Regions from separate parts of the Mus musculus genome. Here region 2 is linked to region 1. The links are chromatin contacts, called in public promoter capture Hi-C maps. All regions are on one chromosome and are shown on one strand. The core of a region is the stretch at or near the end of the contact, and the rest is flanking DNA. Distances in the headings are between cores, read along the strand shown. Region 1 holds the start of Zfp30 (zinc finger protein 30). Region 2 holds the start of Zfp420 (zinc finger protein 420).

The links. Capture Hi-C pulls out chosen DNA fragments and counts their contacts.
Region 2: a promoter capture Hi-C map of adipose tissue shows a contact between it and region 1. The contact joins the promoter of Zfp420 here to the promoter of Zfp30 in region 1. A contact is called at or near these places in 8 of 39 promoter capture datasets (the C10 cell line, the HPC-7 cell line, cranial neural crest and 4 more), 19 of 484 Hi-C or Micro-C datasets (the Ba/F3 cell line, CD4 T cells, the G1E-ER4 cell line and 13 more), 7 of 115 datasets of contacts at active chromatin or transcription factors (the 230-238 cell line, bone marrow-derived macrophages, embryonic stem cells and 3 more) and 4 of 9 other capture datasets (adipose tissue, liver, macrophages and 1 more).

What each region holds. Positions count from the first base shown.
Region 1 is chr7:29,781,980-29,786,116 of GRCm38.p6, reverse strand. Zfp30 (zinc finger protein 30) reads right to left here and starts at 2,149. Exons shown (of 5, transcript NM_001360208.1): 1 at 1,216-2,149.
Region 2 is chr7:29,857,532-29,861,668 of GRCm38.p6, reverse strand. It overlaps Zfp420 (zinc finger protein 420), which reads right to left and starts at 1,690. Exons shown (of 4, transcript NM_172740.2): 1 at 1,576-1,690; 2 at 601-653.

The DNA.
Region 1 (4,137 bases), core at 900-3,399:
CTTCTTATACACAACCTGCCTTCCAACACACAAACTGAGAGGTGAGAGATAACTTATACAGAAACCAAAAACCTCCTCAAAACTACAGGGAACTCAGCTGCAAAATGTGGCTGTGAGACCTCAGTATGCACCAGGATCACCTAGAAGACTGCTTAAAACAGATTTGGGTAGGGTGGGTGGTCAGGTGGCTCAGTGGTTAGGAGCACTGGCTGCCGTTCCAGGGAACCTGAGTTCAGCAGTCAACTCCCACGTGGTCCTTACATTTGTTACTCCAGGTCCAGGTGACCGGACGCAGTATCCTGGCGTCCTCGGACACATGTAAGAGGTGCACATACATAAAAATAAATGTTACGAGAAAGAATGTGCTCTCCTGGTCTTTGTTGGCTTGTTTTTGCAGTCCTCTGAAGCCTGCAGTCCAGCCGGAGCTTGCTAAGTGCTCTAGCCCTAGCCCTAGCCCTGCCATTTCTCACCGGCACCCCCAAGAGATGCATCGGCCGCCGCCGCCGCTGCTCCAGTGCCACACAAGAATGACCAGTGTAGCCTGGAGAGGCCCTGAGTTCAATTTCTAGCAGTCGCACCGTGACTCACAGCCATCTATGCTGGGATCTGATGTTGCAGATCGAACACTCATATACATAAAATAAATAAATCTTAAATAAAAACAAAACAAAAAACCCGAAAAGTGTAGGGGCTTGAGGAAATGCCTCAGTGGTCCCTCCAGCCACCACCTCAATCATTTAAATACATGCTCGTCCTTGACCAATCACACATCAGACTTTAGCAGACATATTTCCGTATTAGAGAATCCTAAGAAAAACAGGACATCTAAATGTATAGCACGTGGGTGCTACATAACCATAGAACCGCAGGCGCTGCGCACTCAAAGAGGAATCCTGATTAAGTCTCTGCCCACTGAAAATGCAGGGAAATTCTCAGACCCAAAGCAATGAATAGTTCGCTTTTTTTTTTTTTTAAAGACAGGGTCTCAATGTAACCCAGGCTGGCCTTGAACACTTGGTCCTAGTGGAGTGGCAGTGACACCACTCACAGTTGAATAAAACATTTTCACAAACGTCTTTCAAAGGGAAGGAAATTAAAAAAATCCATACTCAAAACAACAACAACAACAACAGCAAAAACAAACAAACAAAAAACCAAAAACGAAAAACAAAAACTCAAGCATTTCACAGGAACACAGAAGTTCTAGAAACTCACACATAATCTCTGTTTTAAACAGAAGTAGTAGCTGCTGGCTTCTAGGGTCTCTTCTGAAGACTGGCAGACACTCCAGGCCTTGTTTCTTTTCTTTTCTCTTCTTTCCTTCTTCTTCTCTTTTCTTTTTCTCTCTTGCAACCCAACGTTAGGCAGTAGAGAATGACCTTGAGCGCCTACTCCCCCTGCCTCCACCTCCCAAATCCCGAGAAGTCAGGTGTATGCCACCACGTCCTCTGGCCTCACCCCTACGCTTTTCTGAAATTGATCAGAATCCCCTTCCAAGCTTCAGGGCTCCAGGCTGACCCCATCCGTATGATCCCAGCAAGCGAGATAGACTACAGCAGCCCACAGTCACCCGTGCCCGAGTTTGCTGCTTCGGCCACTCTGCTTCACCAGTTACCAGTCCGGGGCTGCCCAGCCTTAGGTCCGAGGTGTCCCCCGGTTCTCTGCTCCCCAGGCCCGCCGGGAATCTAAGGTTCTGCACAGGGTATCTCCACCGTGCAAGTCGCGGCCCCCGCCTTCCCTCTCGGTCCTTGTCCACAGCCAGGCCGGGGTTTAGGTGCAGCGCGTCAGCACGGCAGCTGTACCCACGAACGGGCCACCTGAGTCCCAGGGGTCCTCAGAGCGGGTCCCCGGAGAAGAGCGTAGGCCGCACGAGACCGGGGACCACCCAGCTGACGGGTATCCCGGGAGGGTGGGTTGCCAGCGCGGTCAGCGCTGCAGCGGCGGCACCAAAGTGCTACGGACGGGACCGTGGTACTGAAGGCTCTGGGACATCAGATCTCAAGCCTGAGAGTCCGACTGCCACTAGCTTCTTTGACTAGGTTCTGGGCTTCCAGCCCCGCGGAGGCTGCGAGCCAGGCCCCTAGCTCTTGGTCAGGGGAAGGGGGTTGGAGGTGGGGCTGTGTGTGTCTCTTTCTCGCTGCTTCAATGCGCATGCGCACAAGGGAGCCGCAGGGAGGCGGGGAGCCTTCGGTAGCATCTTGTGCAGGCCTGGACAGAGGGAGTTTGGTTCCAGGATCCAGGATTGGGCAGAAATGGCCAAGTCTTTAGGCCTACAGCAGTAGCTCTGGCGTTGAACAAACTAACCCCCAGATGCTTTGAGGTCCAGCGTGGAGCGTTGGCTGAACCACTTATACTAGTTTGGGCATCTATTGTTTGTTTTTAAAGCTGTGGTCTCTCTAAATGACCCTGGTTTTCTCTGTGGACACCAGGCTGACTTTGAAATTGAAGTGATTCTCCAGTAAGCTTCCTGAATGTGGACATTAACGGCACACACCACCACACCCCCGCCCTCTACCTGAGTTTTTTCTTTTTCTTTTCTTTTTTTTTTTAACCAGTTTTTCTTTCTTCTTAAATCTCTATTTGAGACAAACTCTCTCTATGCAGCCCTTGCTAGCCTGGAATCTGTGTAGACCAGGCTAGCCTGGAACTCTGAGATCCACCTGCCTTTGTTTCCGTGGTGCTGGAATTAAAGGTGTGCACCACCACTTCGGACGTGGTTTTCTTTTAACAAAGCAGGCTTGAGTTTTTGTTGTGGCTGTTGTTTTGTGGGTTTTTTGTTTGTTTGTTTGTTTTGTTTTGTTGTTGGTTTTTTTTTTTTGTTTTTTCGAGACAGGGTTTCTCTGTATAGTCCTGGCTGTCCTGGAACTCTGTAGACCAGGCTGACCTCAAACTCAGAAATCCACCTGCCTCTGCCTCCCAAGTGCTGGGATTAAAGGCATGCGCTACCACCACCCGGCTTTTTATTTTATTTTATTATTTTAGGCTTGGGGTTTTAGGCTTTAGCATGAGGAGAGGGGCTCCGAATGACGGCACCTGAAATCGCAGTATGGGCTTCTCTGAAAGAATAATCGATTGGGTTTTCATGTTATTCTTATGTTCTTGTGGTGGTTTGAATAGGTATGGCCCCATAGATTCATGCATTTGTATGCTTGCCCATGCCAAGTAGTGATTTTATGTGTGGCCTTATTGGAGGAAGTGTATCATCACCGTAGAGGCGGGGCTTTGAGGTCACATATGCCCAAGGTACACCACATCTGCCTGCAAGCCTCCACCTTTCCCGCAGGACGATGGTGGACTGAACCTCTGCAAGCCAGCCCCTATTAAATGTTTTCCTTTATAAAAGTTGCCCTGGTCATGGTGTCCCTTCACGGCAATAAAACCCTAAGAGAGTTATGTTAGAAAGAGCTTTCCTTTAGCCCGTTTAATTTAGTCTCAACAGCACATATGCATAGATTCTTAATGAGTTATAGTTAATTTAATTCTTTTTGATGCCTATTTTTTTCCCAAGATTTGGTTTGTGGGGGCCCCTTTAGCCTGACATTGGTGGGCTGTTTATTTGAACGACAGCCCAGGCTGGCCTGGGACTTGTGATTCTGCTGAATCAGCTTCTCCATTCAGCTGGAATTACAGGTATTAGGCACCACCCTGGGTTATTGGGTAGCTTGTCTTCTGATAGGTTTCTAACACTGATGAGGATGATGATGATTAGTATTATTAAATATTATAGCATTTAATAATTGAGGGGTCTGGAAAGGTGGCTCAGTGCTTAAAGGACTGACTGCTCTTCCAGAGGACCCAGGTTCAGCTCTCAGCACTAACATGGTGCCTCACAATTGTCTGTAGCTCCAATACCAGGAGATGCAATGACTTCCTCTGGTTTCAATGGGCAACTGGCAATGCATGTAAGCAAAACATTGATTCACATAAAATACAAGACAAAAAAAACTACAGAGCAAGGCCCTGTTTCAAAACACAAGAAGGTGCTGAAGAGACAGCTCAGTGATTAAGAGCATGCTTTTGCAGAGGACCCAGTCCAGTTCCTGGTTCCTAACACCCCTGTGCCTGACAGCCATCCAAACTCCAGCTCCAGGCAGGCTGATGCCTCTGGTGCCACACATGTCTTTGATAGCACCTGCC
Region 2 (4,137 bases), core at 441-2,940, 76 kb before region 1:
TGTGGCGCATGCCTTTAATGTCAGCACTCAGGGGGCAGAAGCAGGGGAATTTCTGAGTTCAAGGCCAGCCAGGTCCACAGAGTGAGTTCTAGGACAGCCAAGGCTGCAAAGAGAAACCCTGTCTCAAAAAGAAAACCAAACCAAACCAAAACCAAAACAAAAAACTGAAACAAAAGCTAAATTCTCCCAAAAGTTACATAAATAGTACAAGAATGCTCTTTCTTTTAATTTGAGCATCAAATCCATTCTTTATAAATGTATCCAGTATTGGAAAACATCTATTACAAATTACACATTTTCATTACTCTCAAAATATAAACATCAAATGCCATTGAGTTAATGCATGCCTTTAACCCAGAACTTGGAAGGAAGAGGACGATGGGTCTTTATGATTTCAAGGCCAGTGTGTACTACATAAAGAGGTTCAAACCAGGCAGAGACCTGCCTCAAAAATAAGTAAATAGGAATAAATAAATTGCCTTGTTCCTCCATTATAAGAGAAGACTTGGGTAGGAGACAGTCACAAAAACAACAATAAAGTAAAACAAAGATCGTTTTCTGACATGATAAAGGCTGTTGAGGAGACAAATATCTGCTTACCTCAAACTTCCCTTCTAGATGGACAATGGCCATTTTTCCTCTTCTGTGTTGTACTTTGAGAATAAAAAAGTTAAATGAGATGCTATGTTGTTCTTGCCATATACTCTGAATTAGAGACAACCTCTTCCTCCGTCCCCACAGAGGGGTTAAGTCTTTACATTCTGGGAGTAATTGGGGAGAGACAAAGTCACAAGCAACTCAGGATCCTTTGGTAGATTCATGGTGGGGACCCCCCATGAATTCCAACAAAATTTCACCGTTGTACCCTACCACATCAGGGAAGGATCACAGGTAGAAACAAGAAAATTTCCACAGTCACATTGCTAGTGTCACAATTTACACTGTCAGAGCTACACCGTTGGAGCACTAACTCGTATATAGGACCCAAGCATGTACAATAACCAAACATTCTGTCAGGGACAAATACTGTCAGCGACATTCTTTTACAAGGGTGAACTTCTACTTTCTTTACAATCATGAGTACAGCACACAGCATCCTACAGTCACACACATACACACACGTACACACATAAACACACACGCATACATTCATACACACGCACTCACACAGTCACCCAAATGGGAGAACACTATAAAAGTCACAGGCGACGGAAACAAGCAATCGTAATCTCAGTGACACTATCACACATGTCTTCCGAGGCAAGCCAGTTATGCACAGGATACCAGGTACATCAACAACCTCAGAGTGACATAAACATCTAAATACCTCGCTATAACAGCACCGTTTCTCCACCATACACGTGGGCCGACACCATCAGTCCCAGAAACATCTCTAGTGAGATAAGCAACAATCACACACACCCTTGTGTGTCACAACTCATTCACACACAGCACGCCAACCACAAACCAAGGGTCGCAACAGGCTCCAAAAGCACAGGCTTGTGGCGTATACACGGGAGACACCGCCACCTAATGCCACAGACACGTCCTCCAGACGTTCCTCAGCACGCTCACCTCCGAGGGAAGCTCAGGGTCCCGCCTCCTGCGCCGGGCTCCACTACAGGCAGCCTGCTCTATGGGATGCTTAGGAGATCCTCCAGACACAACCCTCTCGTGACGCAAGTACCCCGAACTCTCGCCAGGAAACGGAAACGGCGTTCTGCTCCCGGTGGCTCTGGGAAATGTAGTCCAATGGCTGGGGCCAATGCCTGCCCCCCCCTCCCTCCCCTCCACCTTCTCTCTCACCCCTCCCTCTTTCCCTTCCACCTCTCCCCTCCCTTCCCCCTCTCTCCTTCCAAACCGCTCCTCTTTCCTCCCTCTCTCCCCCCAATCGCAATATTTGTGAGGTGATTTATACCTGTGGTAATGAGATTTTATACCACATGTGGGGTTGCTCAACAGAGATTCAGCCACTGTAGTTTGTTTGTGAAGGGTCACTACATATTTCTGGAATAATTGACTAGTTGCTCATGATGATCTGTGTTATCTTTCACCTGTATCCACTTCCAAACGACTTTCAAAGAACCCTTAAGTTTCCACTTCATTGGTTTGAAGGAGAATGGCCCCCACAGGCTCATATATTTGGATGTTGGTTCTCAGTTAGGAGATGTGGCCTTGTTGCAGGGGTGTACCTCTGTAGGTGGGCTTTGAGGGTTCAAGCCCAAGTGAGGCCTTAGAATCAGATGTGAGTTCTCACCTACTTGCTCTAGGGCAGAGCCTGCCTGATGCCATATTTCCTACCATGTTGACCACAGACTCACCCTCTGAAACTGTCTGCAAGCCTCTAATTAAAAGTGTTTTTTTCTTTTTTTCAGCCAGGCAGGGCTGACACACTCCTTTGATCCTAACACTTGGGAGGCAGAGGCCAGCAGATCTCTAAATTCAAGGCCAGTCTGGTCTACAGAGCAAGTTCTAGGAGAGCCAGGGCAATACAGAGAAACTCTGTCTTGAAAAAACAAAAGTATTTTTTCCTCCCAGAGGCAGAGTTAGGTGAATCTCTGAATTTGAGGCCAGTCTGGTCTATAGAACAAAGTCTAGGATACTCAGGGTTACACAGAAAGACTCTGTCTCTCTCATTCATATATATATATATATTTTTTTTTCCAGTAAGCTTGTATTTTTCAAAACCAACTTAAGTGTGCTTAAATGCTTTAACCTCCCTTCTAGCCTACCACCCACCAGAGGCAGTGGAAAGGAAAGGTTAATAGGGCAGAGGAGGATGTGGGCTGTTTAGAAATAGTTCTTTGGGGCAATCCCAGTCTTTGTTGTCAGGATAGCAGCAGGCAGTTCAATTCACAGGAATCAGCAGTGGTAGCTCGACTCACTTGTAAGCAATATTCACGAATCAGCCATAGCAGTGGCTTGCGTCCATCCAGAAGAAACCTCAAGGCTCTTCCAAATTGGCCAGAGTCCACAGAAGCAGCAAGAAGCCACTGGAATGCCACCGGAAGTTCTTTGGTGTGTTTCTCTCTACGAAATCACAACAAACGGTGACTAGCAAAGAATAGCAAGATGACCCACTGTCACCCAACACCTATGTCTGTTGGGTTATACTTATACCCTTTTCAAACATCACATGTTCTCTCAAGCATCTGCTAACAAAACATCACATGCCTTCTTTCCAAGTAGCTTCCAGAAAAACACCACGTGTCTGTTCTCAGCAAAACAACTTCCCACATGTCTGCTTCAGCACAACCATAAGACAGTTTCCAGAAAACTATCCATGTCACAAAGAGACCAGAACTTTCCACTTCATTTTCCTGTGTTGCCTTAGTCATGGGGTCTTCTCACAGCAATAGGAGAGTATCTAAGACAAATGCAGTGCCTACCTCGGGAAGGAACTGCTACAGGAATGGAGGCCAAAGGGAAGCTCAGCTTTACCTAGAATGTGGAGCAAGTTTTCTACAAGAAGAAGAAATCTACACATTATCTTGGTAATGAAAAATAAATAGTGAAGACACATTCAAAGTGGGCATTAAGAAGACTGTGTATAATGGCAAAATTTTCAGGATTTGACAAAATAAGAATTTGGCACACAGGTGAATATGGAAGAAATTGACTCTAATGCCAGGAAAGGAATGACAAGGATGAGAACAAGCAGGGAAAGAGGGAGGAGTCCTTCTTCCATGTCCTTAATGTAGGTTTCCAGGTGTGGCCCTAATTAGAGGCAGATCTTTCCACCCCAAAAGATCTGGATTAAAGGTGGGTCTTCCTACCTCAAAGGTCCAGATAAGAAGTAGACCCCCCTCATCAAATGATTTAATTAAGAAAAAAATCCCTCACAGGTGTGCTCGTTTTGGAGTTTTATTTAACTTGAGATGCAGTCAAGTTGTCAACTAAAATATCCATAATAGATGCTTGTAAAACAAATAAAACAATAACTATATTTAGAGACAATATTCAAGGCTTGTCACAATATAACATAATCACATTTTGTTCAAGAGACAGACAAACAAAACCTACCAAAGTCATATCATCCAAAAATTAATGCTCCAAGCTTGCCATCAACCATGATTGATATTACAGATAATAATAGACTTTTTGTTTTTAATTTTTTAAAATTTTGTTTAAGATGGG